3 separate regions of the Sus scrofa genome follow, and regions 1 and 2 are each linked to region 3. Evidence: chromatin contacts called from public HiChIP or PLAC-seq and promoter capture Hi-C data. All regions are on one chromosome and are shown on one strand. Each heading gives the region's core, a stretch centred on a gene start, on an enhancer-like site or on the middle of the called end of the contact. The rest is flanking DNA. Distances are from core to core; before and after follow the strand shown. Region 1 holds the start of OSER1 (oxidative stress-responsive serine-rich protein 1). Region 2 holds the start of ZMYND8 (protein kinase C-binding protein 1). Region 3 holds the start of SYS1 (protein SYS1 homolog).

The links. Promoter capture Hi-C pulls out the DNA fragments that hold promoters and counts their contacts. HiChIP or PLAC-seq counts read pairs in DNA pulled down with a chosen protein or histone mark.
Region 1: an H3K27ac HiChIP or PLAC-seq map of alveolar macrophages shows a contact between it and region 3. The contact joins the promoter of OSER1 here to the promoter of SYS1 in region 3. A contact is called at or near these places in 1 of 47 Hi-C or Micro-C datasets (liver) and 1 of 2 datasets of contacts at active chromatin or transcription factors (alveolar macrophages).
Region 2: a promoter capture Hi-C map of liver shows a contact between it and region 3, with 4 times the contacts expected there. The contact joins the promoter of ZMYND8 here to the promoter of SYS1 in region 3. A contact is called at or near these places in 1 of 5 promoter capture datasets (liver) and 1 of 47 Hi-C or Micro-C datasets (liver).

Annotation. Positions count from the first base shown.
Region 1 is chr17:46,683,667-46,687,822 of Sscrofa11.1, forward strand. OSER1 (oxidative stress-responsive serine-rich protein 1) reads right to left here and starts at 2,478. Exons shown (of 4, transcript XM_021078054.1): 1 at 2,330-2,478. It also overlaps LOC106506689.
Region 2 is chr17:49,387,903-49,392,137 of Sscrofa11.1, forward strand. ZMYND8 (protein kinase C-binding protein 1) reads right to left here and starts at 2,516. Exons shown (of 26, transcript XM_021078039.1): 1 at 2,241-2,516; 2 at 1,315-1,548. The coding sequence starts at 1,328.
Region 3 is chr17:47,683,950-47,688,024 of Sscrofa11.1, forward strand. It overlaps SYS1 (protein SYS1 homolog), which reads left to right and starts at 2,235. Exons shown (of 4, transcript XM_005672967.3): 1 at 2,235-2,435; 2 at 2,654-2,898. The coding sequence starts at 2,737. DBNDD2 (dysbindin (dystrobrevin binding protein 1) domain containing 2) reads left to right here and starts at 2,271. Exons shown (of 6, transcript NM_001243672.1): 1 at 2,271-2,435; 2 at 2,654-2,898.

The DNA of each region.
Region 1 (4,156 bases), core at 1,228-3,727, 1.0 Mb before region 3:
GCTCCCTGGATTCTCTCTGATTCCATATGTGCTCATTTTTCAAGGGTGGATTTGATCTTATTGTGATACCTCTAATATTCCAAAGGTCAGGGTGTCATAATATGTTTGATATAATGTAAACATGTAGTATCAGGGGCAGAATTAAGAAGCAAGGAATCAAGACTATTTGGTTATTTATTATACATAGAAGGTGGAGAGCACTAAAAACAGTCTCAAAAGAATCCAGCTAGCTTTCACCTCAACTTCTTAAGACAAAAATTTGAAATACACTCCCCGCATATATTTTGCTAGTTTATTTAATCAGTACATCAATTTGAGGAAACATTATCAATTCCATATTTTACTGGTTCCTAATCCTTCTGGATTTAGAGGAGGATTCTCTCCCAGTTACACAATGTCCCATATGCCTGGGGAGAGGGGTGAGCAAAAATCACATATTCTATTACTTTTGAAGCGCCACAGCATCTAAAAGGGTGACATCTGTAGGCTGTAAACAAATTCTTCCTGCTGGCAGAACTAAAATAAAGTTTTTATTTTATTTATTAATTTTCCTCAATTACTTTTGGACCAGTTAGTCAAAAGCTCAGGCTCTTGGCCCTTATAGAGTGAAATCATCTGAGCCAGTCTACCCATCTCTGCAGACCCCACACAAACTTTCTTCTGGCTTCTCTGGAGATCAGTACACATCACATCTACTAGTATTGACAGAATTCCTACTATATGCTTTAGCACTAGACTGGGTGCTTAGGGATACAAGGATAAACCTGACATCAGAACTAGAATCTCATTCTTGCCCTAACACTGCACTAAGATGTTTTGCGCCCCGATATGGAACTTTTAATTATATAGTCCTAACTCTAGATGTTAATACAAACCTAGCTGACACACTAAAACTTTCTTGACACATTAAAAGATCCATCATTTAACAACCAAAACAGACCAAAATAAAACTGGCACAGACTAAAACATTAGGAATGACATTCCATCTAAACTATTTTGAGACTTTCAACATTCTGATGACTCACCTTTTCCCTCAATTATATTAACCCAGAGCAAAGGTGAATCTTAGGCATGACCTGAAGAGCTAAATCATAACATGTTTGTAATTACAAAAAGGCTTATTATGCTCCGCCCTATTCCCGGCCTCCCATTCACTCAAATCAAGAGCTAAATAACTCAGTGAAACATGTATCGTTTTCCCCTTCTTCACTGATAAATTCATAAATTTGTGGGATGGATTTCTGCCGTTTTTTACTACACTAACTTCTTGAAATTGAACGATCCCCCTCAAAGATCAAACTTTTTAAAAGGCCTATTAGAAATTACCTTAAGTCAAATAACATAGGGCCTCGGATTTTCCTTAGCCTTTCAAAAAAAACCAAAATTATTCTAAGTTCCTTCATCAAAAGGGCAAATTCCTGATTTTCTCTGATTGTCAACAAAAGCTATGGGTCACAATCTTATTTACATCTTGCAGTTTTAACCGAGACCTCTTCGAACGTCAGGCCTAGGTCCAAATTTCCAGGACCCTGAAAAGACCGGAGAACGATCAATAAAAGATCTGCGCGTAAGCGTGTCATCACAATGTTAAAATATTTAGAAAATTTCCCAACCCACCAGGAAGCGTGGAGTTCGGGAAAGAAAACCGAATCCAGCAACTCTGCAAGGCGCAAATAAAACTAGGTTCAAACAATCGACCCGGGTGTCTCTTCTACCCACTCAACTCCCTAAACTCTCGGTACTAGAGCCCGATGTTAATTCTTCTTACCCAGAAAGTGGATCGGTCGTGGTTCAACAGGATTTGGGGAGAGGGAGGCTCAGAACCTGAGGGGTTCGGATAGCGGGGAGCTGTCCAGGGCCTTAGCTCTGCCCGCCCGAGGTCCTGCAGCTGGAAGTCGCCCCCTGAGGATACTCTCCGGGCCAAAAGGAGAGGATACAGTAGGGCCAAGGGGCAAGGGATGCAGGAGGAGGAGGGAGCAAAGCCGAAGCGGCAGCCAACGAGACTGGGGCGCGGAAAAGGGCGGGAAGGGGCAAAGGGCTGCCGAGGAGGACGAAAAGGGGAAGCTACGGCCAGGCGGGAGAGGGCGGAGGCGCGGGGCGGGGGTCGCGGAGGCGGGAAGGGGCGAAGAGAGCGGGGCTCGGGTAGTGCCAGGCCGCGGCGGCGGACGGAGCGCGGAGAGGCGCAGGCCCGGCTGGGCCCAGACAGCCAGAGCCGTGGGACGACGCGACGCGACGCGAGAGGGCTCAGAAGCGGCTGCCCGCTGCCAGGCCGGGCCTCGAGGCCGAGACGCGGTGCTACGGAGCTTCTCCGTCAAGTCTGGGCACTCACCTCCTCGCGGCAGGGTCGCTCCGGTGAGCCAGTCTCGTCAGTTCAGATCGTCTCTCCCCGATCGTCGCGCCTGACTGACCCGGATCTAAACCCGCGGAGGGGGCGGCCCGCTCCTCCGGAGTCGCTCTGCGCCTGCGTCACTCGGGCACGCCCCCCGCCCCCTGTTCGCGCTCCTCCTACCCCCCGTGACTCGGCAGCGCGGCAGGCAGCGACTGCGCAGGCGCGGAGCTGTAGCCGCGCCTCTCAAACGCCTTGCACCCGCCCCTCTCAAAACACGTGCGCCTGACGCCACTTCCTGTTATTCTCTTCGCTCGCTCCTCCCTTCTCAAAGAGTTTGCTGGGGATGGCTTTCTGGGGCATGCCTGCTTCCTTCTCTTGGTCAGGTGAGTGACTGGGTGAGTGAGGGTTGTTTCTCGCTGTCACGGAGCCACCTCGATTTTCCGCGGTCTCCCTGTGCTTGGAGCGCTACCTGGAGTCAACAAGGCTACGGAATTCCGCGAGGTGAGGCCCAGGTGGGTGGATCTTTACGCAACGGAGCCACCTCTGAACGCTCCGCGCGAGTCTCCTGGATGCGCGAATCTGGACTGCCGGCGGTATCGCTGGGGCTCGAACACCAGCCTTCGCCTCCTGGGGATCCCCCAGGGCTGCAGAAAAGCAAGGGGGAATCCGACACAGCTAGTACCGTGAACATTAGGCCGAAATTGGAACTGAAATGCGTTTACAAAATACCTTTGTTGTTTCCCTCTCTGGCTTTCTCCATTCTGTTAAATGAGGACGTTGGACTGCTTCAGCACATCTCGTTGTTTTCAGGCATGGACTCCGTTGAGAATCTGGTGAGAATCGTAGGCCGCCTCGACAGAGACGTGCACAGGCATACCAAATTTTGCAAAAAGGTTTGGGCAGTTCACCTAAGCAGGTAATTTTTAGGGATCTTTTCCTTTTGTAGGACTCCGACGGTTGCTTGGATGGCAGACAGAGAAGGGATGGGCTGAGCAACGGCTGCTACTCCCTCCAACACCAGCTCACTCACCATGCCCCAGTTCCACGTCCGCACTTCTCAGAGCTTTGTGGGAAAAGATGCTCTTCCTCAGTAAAATGGGCTCGAGTTGGTTCTGGCCAACCTTTGTGTGAGGTTGTCACTTGAACCAAAACTGGACCCTCCCACTCCCCAGTACCTTAGCTATAATCACCTAATTGGATAGGCTGCTGAAAATAGCTTGGTATGTTCAACTTAACTATAGCCAGACTTTGGAATGCCTGGCCCATGTCTGAGGATGGAATCTACAGGTTATTTTATAAGATTGTTAAAGCATGTCTTGGGCCCTGGGTACCTTTTTAAATCCTTGTTCATACCAGAGGCTCAGTAACTGACAAGGGATGAAAGAAACCTGTTAATTGTTAAGTCCCAACATCAAACCAAATTCTAATGATGGCTCCCCGCTTCTTTGCAGCAACCATGCACGTGTTTGCACGTTTAATATTCCTGTAATTTTACACAACAGATGAGGATGACTGGGATTCAGATATTAGCTTGTTCTAGCTCCCTTCTTCTGTGTCACAGTGCTAGGAAGTGACCGAATCAGGATTTAAACAGTCTCAAAAGCCTGGCAGTCCACTGCTTACCATCTCTCAGTATATCTTAGAATAAGAAGCAGGAAAATATGATGCATTTTTTTCCCCTCAGAAGTTGCCACGTGAATTTCATTAAGACCAAATACATGTTTTTAAGCTGTTAGTCAAAAATACTGCTTCAGATAAAACCACACAACCTTGAAGGCAGGGACTGTATCTAGTTGAGTTGAATTCTGGAGGTGAGTAGGTGCTGTG
Region 2 (4,235 bases), core at 1,266-3,765, 1.7 Mb after region 3:
AAGACCCCCCTGTTACAAACAGACCCCAAAGGTTCGCCACACTCTATACATGGTCACAGAGGCAATGGATTGCTTTACTTACCCAACAAATGGTCAAGCAACCGTCTCATTTTTCCACAGTTAAGAAGAGAGAACAGGCTGGCAGATTTGGGACTTGATCAAAAAGGAAATTTTTTCAAACAGTTACACGGGATTATTAAAAACACACACACACACAACACCACCACCACCACCACCACCACAACCCAACCACTGAATATGGAATGCTATCATAAGCCACAGACAGGATTTTTTTTTTATTTCCTCACACAGGACAGAGGAGGATACAATGTAAAAGAGGGAAAAGAAAATGCAAACAAGGAGAAATACATGAGTTCATTGAAAACCATGCAAGAGGAGAGAAAAGCTAAGGGATTCAAAAAAAGAGTCCTCAGATTTATTGCAAGAGGATGTCCAACACCCCCCCACACACACCTCCTACACTCCCCCCGCCCCCCACTCCCCATCCCTGCTCCAAAAACTTCCTCCAAAGCCTAGAAAACACTTTCAGAAACATTTGCTGGCTGTAGGCTGGCTTGCAGAAGAACACTCTGTATCAACAGAAGTCAGGAAAAAAGGCTGAACAATGTAGTTTCAAGTGAAGCAACCCTGCAGGAAGAGAAAAGACCTTGGGGAGCCACCACCTCCCACCTAGGCCCCAGGAGCCAGGCTCTCGCCTTAGCACTGCTCTGCTCAGGGCTTGGTTCTTTCTCAAACACACGTCCACGCTGGTCAGAACTGAGTCCAGCCTTCCCAGCACCTCTTTGGAGAGGTAAACTTGCCTGCTTTTGCTCTCTGCCATGAGCTCTCCTTGGAGGGGAGCCTGCTTGCTTACCTTCCATTTTCTTCCCCCAGCAGGCATGTGACACAAGAGAAGACAATAGTGCAGGGGGGGGAGGGGGGTACTGCTCAGAGAGAGGGAGAGAGAGAGAGAAAAAGAGAGAGGAGGGAAGGGGAGGGGAAAAAAAAAAAAAAAAAGCTTTCTTTTTTGGCAATACCAGGATCTAGCTTCACACTCTTCTAGAAACACCATGTCCTGGTGGAAGAAAAGGTGTGCCAGGCCCTTGCCAGTTTGCAGAATCAAGCTCTGGCTAATGGCTACTTAGCCATGTGACCCAAGAAAGCAAAAAAATTCTCTCTAAACAGTTCCAAGTTAACCTAAGTGCTGTGGGGGTGAGTGTGGCACGGCCAGCCACAGAGAAATCACACTGCTCGCCCACAATGCGGATGTCTCAGAGGGAGGGGGAGAAAAGATGGTTAAAAAGTCGAGCTTACCTCTGTGGATGCATTGTTAACACTGTGTAATGTCAATACTTATAAAACATGGAGGACAGGCTCCTAGTTCTCACAGAAAAAGGGTTTGGCACTTCGGCTTGATGATCTGGCCGCCTAATAAAAGCTCATCCCCGATTGGCTGCCCCGGCAAATCGGAGTGTAAGGCGGCCTCGGATTGGCGGAAACACTTCCTGAGCGATTATCTTTGTGAGGCTCTGGTGAGCAAGAGCCATCCTGTGCATAGAAAAAGACAGGCTAAGCTAGGCCTTTTGCAGCAAGAAAAACTTAGGGAAGGGGCCCCCAGACGCCCTTCTCCCACACCCTGGCTAGAGTTCCCGGCACGGGCAAGCCAGTGCAGCCAGCCTGACCTGCTCCAGCAAAGCCTGAGGCCCGGAGGCCCCAAGCAAGAGCGATTTGGGGGTGAGCTGGAAGGGCTCACCCTCATCTGCCCCCACGGAAACGGCTCTCTCGCTGGGAGGAAGGCTGGTCCTTTTTCTAGAACAATCCAGCAGAACGTTCTTCCCCCACCCCCGCCCCCGGCGAGGTGAGGGGCGGACTGAGGCCGAAGCGTGGGGAGCCCCAGGAAAACAGCCCAGGGAACAAGAAAAAAAAGAGGCTGGAGGCAGGCCTCTGAGGCCGAAGAGACCGGGCAGGCGAGCCCCCCAGATGGTTCCAGAGCAGCCCTGGCTTCTCAGAGGACAGAGGACTCGGGCTGGCAGGGAGGAGGGGCACCCAGTGGTCAAGTTTGCATAGTCATTGTCAGACTGCCTCCTGGACAAAGCAGGCCAGAGAGCCCTTCGCCTCGGCCCAGAATCTCACCTCTCACCGCCCCCCACCCCCATCCAGAGCTCCAACGAAAACCAAATCCGGCTCCTGCCTCCTGGCCGGGATGCCAGCCCCGCACCCCCAGCAGCTTCGGTCCTTACCCTAAGAAAGGCCAAATGCGCTCCTAGCAGGCCACATGCCTAGAGCTACAGACTTCCCTTCCCCTCCCGGCCCCCTCCCCCACGGCGGAGGCCTGCTAAACCTGTCAGTTAAACAAAAATCTGACTTCCGTATTAGTCTGCGATGGCTTCAGCTTCCTGCCTATTAACCCTCTCTCGGACTCTGGGCCTGGCCGGGAAAAGCTAGGCCCTGAGAGCGCAGAAAAGGCCTGTGGAAAAATACCAGCGGCAGCTCTCCCGGCAGATGCAGAAAGAGAGAGAGAGAGAGAGAGTGAGTGAGCCGCTGTCTCTCGCCTTGGCTTCCCAAGGAGGCGTGTACCTTCTGAATCCAGGGCACAGGCAGTGCCTCTCGGGCTGAGAAGCCATTTAAATCCAGAGGGAGAAAGAAAGATGTCAAACCCAGCCAGGGAACAAGAACCCCCATTATTAGTCAGGCCTACACCCACTGCTTCGCCCTTCCTGCCACAGTCATCCCTGCATGGGTCTTCTGGGGGAGCTGGGCCCTCAGCGGGCAGACAAATCCCATGAGCTTTATAAGGATTTTTGCTGAAATTTACTTCCACGGCTTCTCTGGGTCCCCACAGGCAGATGGAACAGCTATTTCACACACAGCCCTACCCCTTGGCAATCCCCCCACCCCCATATCTCTGGCACTGCTCCCCAGTAAAACATTAACTCGTGTTTCAGAACTGCTTATAATTCCACCCATTTCAATAGTATTCGGAGGTCTTTGCCTGGTTCCTCCTTTGTAACTGGTGGGCAGCCCGAGAAAGAAAAGGCAAATCCAAAAGGATCTTTAAAAGTCCACACGCACTGGCTTCTTTCTTTAAAAAAGACAAGGTGCTTGATTAACAAGGTTTAAAAACACAAAACAAAACAAAACACCCCAGCAAGCTGGAACCCCAAAGGCTAAATAAACCCCATTCTTGAGAGGCTGGAGAAAGCATCCCGAGGTGACGCAGCCATATGCCAGGAGGTAAAAGTATGGACCAATAAAGCCTCCCCTTCTCCTTCTAAAATTAGGGCTTGTGGGCTTTCTCATCCCACACAGTCCGCTGCCACAAAGAAAACGGTGGCGCTGATGGCCTGCTCGCCCTGCCCCCGTTCCCCCACCCCCACCCCCACCCCCACGGACGACAGATGCCCACCGAGCACACATAAATTCTTCCTGGCTGGGAATCTTATGTCAAATAGGAACAAGCCAAGAACCCAAGGACACGGTACCGCAGGGGCAGGGCCCCGGCTTTATGAAGAGGGAGGGGATTTCGTTGCTATATTTTAGGCTAAAGAGGCCAAGATGCGGGGGAGGGGGGGGGCACTGCCGCCACCACCACCAGATCTGACAAAGGACAACAGGCCTGGGCCTCACCAGAAGGGAGGGGCCTCCTCTTCCTGGGGGTGGAACTGAGCCCAGGGAGACCAGACCGGGGACAGGAGGCCAGAGCTCATCAGCCTCTGTGCTCCCGCCTGGCTGTGTGGGCAGCGGCCATCCACAGCCATCCCATAAGAATACTCCATGTGTCTGTGTGTGGGTGCTGCTTTGGGGAAAACAAATAGAATGAGGAGTTTCTGGCCGATCTAACTTCCCGACCCCACTTGAAGAAATAAAATACATGGCCGTTTCGCGTGGTGGATTTTACCCTGGGATTAAAGCTTGTTGCATAAGCAGCTGCAGCATCCTCCCCCCACCACCCCAATCACTTGATCACTTGAAATGTTTTCTGGGGCAAAGAGCAGGAAGCTGCCGGCTTATTCTGGCAGCTCTGCTCTGTTTGAGGAATGCTGTTGGCATTCGGGTAGGTCTGAGGTTATCTGGAAAACAGCAATTCGGCTGGGGACAGAGACAAAGGTATGGTGGCAGATGGAATCCTGGGAGGGCCAGGGATTGAAAAAGGAAGCCCAGGCCAGGCCTACTAAGGGCCAATACTGGGTCTGATGGAATGTTGCTGATAAGCAGAGAATAAAGAAAAGCAAATG
Region 3 (4,075 bases), core at 985-3,484:
AGTCAGATGTCCTGGGTTTGAATCCCAGCTCAGTCTCCCTTGAGCTCTCTGATTTAGTACAGTCACACTCCTTATTGGAGTCTCCCTTTCCTTACCTTTATTTATTTTTTGGCCCCACCCATGGCATGCAAAAGTCCCCAGGCCAGGGATTGACCCTGAGCCACAGCAGTGACCTAAGCCACAGCAATAATGATACCAGATCCTTAACTCACTGAGCCACCAGGGAGCTCCTCCTCACCTTTAAAGTAGGGAATATCAGAGTTCCCGTCGTGGCGCAGTAGTTAACAAATCCAACTAGGAACCACGAGGTTGTGGATTCAATCCCCGCCCTTGCTCAGTGGGTTAAGGATCCGGCATTGCCGTGAGCTGTGGTGTAGGTCGCAGGCACGGCTTGGTTCCCGCTTTGCTGTGGCTCTGGCGTAAGCCAGTGGCTATAGCTCCGATTAGACCCCTAGCCTGGGAACCTCCATGTGCGTCAGGAGCGGCCCTAGAAAAGGCAAAAAGATAAAAAGACAAAAAAAAAAAAAAAAAAAAAAAAAAAAAAGTAGGGAATATCTACCTTCCCGGATTGTGAGAAATAAATAAGATCATGTAGATACTTAACAAACATGATATTTTCGCAGAAACATTAAATCATCTGAGTCATCCATGAACCAGAGAGATTTGCTGAGCTCAACTGAGGGGCCTAAAAGAACAGTTGAGCTGGAAAGCACCTCATGTCTTTGGGCTTTAATGACTTGCAAACTGGAGTCCAAGGGAACTGTTTACAACATTTCCAAATAATAAGCGAAATCACATCCTCTTTTTTTTTTTTTTTTAAGGGCCGCACCTGCGGCATATGGAAGTTCCCAGGCTGGGAGTCAAACTGGACCTGTAGCTGCTGGCCTACACCACAGCCACAGCAACGCCAGATCAGAGCCATGTCTGTGACCTACGCCTCAGCTTGTGGCAATGCCCCTGGCTCCTTAACCCATTCAGCAAGGCCAAGGACCAAGCTTGTGTCCTCATGGCTAGTAGTCGGATTTGTCACTGCTGAGCCATGATGGGAATCCTGACTTACTCTTGATAGAGTATCAAGGTTCTTTACTTTTGTCTGAAATTGTATCAGCTCAAGGTGCTATCATGCTTATCACATGCTGTTCAGAAATTCTGATGTGCAAGTGACATGGGTCTTTGATAAAGTTGTTTTAACTGGGAAGTAATTAAAGGAGAGTAGATTAAATGATGTAAAACATTAATCTTGTCTAACTTTACGTTTCAGAAACAGGGAAGCTGAGGTTTAAAGAAGGAAGTGTACTAGTCACACAACTAGTACAGCAGGCTCTAAAACCTGGATTTTTTTTTTTCCTGGAACCAGTTACTTCCCTTCTTTCCATTCCGGAAAAGGAAAACCTAGGATCAATGAAATTGAGGGGTTTTGGTCCGCTGAGGCAGGAATGAAATGATTCATCAATTTGCTGTTGCCCTTTCTCTATTCTTGACTCATTCAGCAAATATTTACTGACTGTCCACACTATTTAGACTCAGAAGAGAAGTCATGGTGAGCAAGACATGCTCACAGTCAGGGTGGCAGGCAGAATGTGGATATGCTTCTAGGTATGAATTCAGAACCTCTGCTTCCTCCCCCTTAATAAATACATATGGATATATAAATATAAATGGATACATTATAAAACACCCAGTACTTTGCCTTCTAACACAGTGAGTTTGTCTGAGAGCAGAGCTGTTTCATTTGAAAGTGTCCAAATCTTCCTAACCACTCTATAGGCCCGAAATCAATGCTGTGGTGTTGGGCACAGCTGAATTCTAATTTTGATTGCCACTGTCTTTGAGACAGTATGTTGCTTTCCTTCTCTGACCCTTAGTTTTATCTAAGGAAACAGGGGCGAAATCATGTGTGGAATTGCTGGCAGGTTCATTTTAAGTCACCCCGGACTTTAGGCGAAAGAAAACGCTGGGAATCTAGGTTGAAAACAGAGTCGACGTAATCAATCCCTTAATTCCCAGACTTTCCCTCGCCCACGGCCACCCCTCTATCTTCCACCCCAGCTACCCTACTTTCCCCAAGATCCCCCTCTAGAGGGCACGCAAGCTCCACCGCGCTCACGCCTCACTTCCGTTCGCCTTCATTCTTTATTGTGCGCATGTGCATACTTCGGTTCGGGGCCGCCCTAAAACCCGCCCCCACCCCTGCTTTAGGGGGCTCCGCCGAAGACTGCACCCCTACGCCTGCGCAATCTCAGCCCCGCCCCCTACGCTGTTCCCGGAAACGCTTCCTTCCTACGTATCCGCTGCTGCCTCGGCCGCCGCTGGAGCTTTGCCTCTCTAGGCCTGTAGGGACTCTTCTCCATGGTTCTGCCTGTCAGCACTGCTTCGGGGGCCAGCCGGTGAGACTGGGCCGCACTCGGACGCTTTGATTCTCGAGTCCGACACTGGTGAGTGAACTTCAGAGAAGCTCGAGGACGGGCGGGGCTCGAGCAGCCGTAACGGGCAGGACTTCCCCTCAGTTCGGTAATGGGTCTGTCCGTCCTGCCCTCCCCCCCATTCCGGGAATGGGCTCGCCCCCTCCGTCCCAGCCCCTCCTCCTGGGCGGGGCGATGTTGCCATGGTGACGGCCGGCTGGCTGAGGCCCGGCGTGTGTGTGTCCTCGCAGGTGCCGGGGCTGCCCGGGGCCCATGGCGCGGCGGCGGCGGCGCTGACCCAGGCCCGGGCGGCAGCAGTGCCCCGCGAGCCGGCATGGCGGGCCAGTTCCGCAGCTACGTGTGGGACCCGTTGCTGATCCTGTCACAGATCGTCCTCATGCAGACTGTCTATTACGGCTCGCTAGGCCTGTGGCTGGCGCTGGTGGACGGGCTGGTGCGCAGCAGCCCCTCGCTGGACCAGATGTTCGACGCCGAGGTAGGGTCCCTGGGCCGACGCGGGCGGGGTCTCGGCTTCACGAGGTGGTCTGTCACTAATGGCTGTAGACCTCACTGGGCTACCTTCTCACTTTGTGGCTCTGGGAAAGGGATATCACTTTCCGAACCTCGGCTGCCCCATCCGTAAAATGGAATGACTCATAACGGGAAGGCAGACTGGTACAAAGGAAAGGCCCTGGGTGTTAGAATAAACAGACCTGCGTTCCAGGCAGTCTGATACATCTCCTTGCTGACACTGAGAAAGTGACTTCACTTCTCTGAGCCCTAGATTTCCAGGTATCAAACTGGGGAGGGAGGAATGGATAAAAGATCATTCACGGAGGTAGAGTGGGAACTACCTGGGCTTTGGAGTCAGGACTCTGTTTAACTCCCATGTATTAGCCATGTGACCTTGGGAAAGTATCCTCACCTCTCTGAACTTCAGTTTTCCTGTCTGCAAAATCATAAAATCAGTATCAGAAAGGTGGCAGACTGCAGAGAGCCTGTACTTTGGATTCAGAAAAGCTTAGGGTCCAGTCTAGACCCCAGCATTCTAACTGTGGGACTTGGGCAAGTTATTTCACCTTTCTAAACTTATTTCCTCTTTGGACTACAGTAATCCTCAACAAAATGTTTTGAGGCCCAGAGGGTGCTTTAGGGAGTTCCCGTTGTGGGTTACGAACCCAGCTAGTATCTACGAGGATGCAGGTTTGATCCCTGGCCTTGCTCAGTGGACTAAGGATCCGGCATTGCCGTGAGCTGTGGTGTAGGTTACAGATGTGGCTGGGATCCTGTGTTGCTGTTGCTGTAGCTGTGGTGCAGGCCGGCAGCTGCAGCTCCCATTCTACCCCTAGCCTGGGAATTTCCATATGCTGCAAGTGCAGCACTAAAAACCAAAAAGAAAAAAAAGTGGTTTATAAAATATAAGCTGAAATAAAAATCATTAAAATTTTTTTAAAAAAAGAAAAAAAAACAACTATAATTAAAAAATAAAAATCATTAAAATAAATAAATAACATGTAAGCTGAAGGGTGTTTGCTTCTGAGAGGCAGCTGTGGTATATGGTAATAAGCACAGTTCTTGGAACCAGGACTTTCTTCCCGATGCCTATTCTCTGTGTGGCCCTTGTGCAAGTTATTATGCAAAAGGGAGATAAGGGCATTCCCGTCATGGCTCAG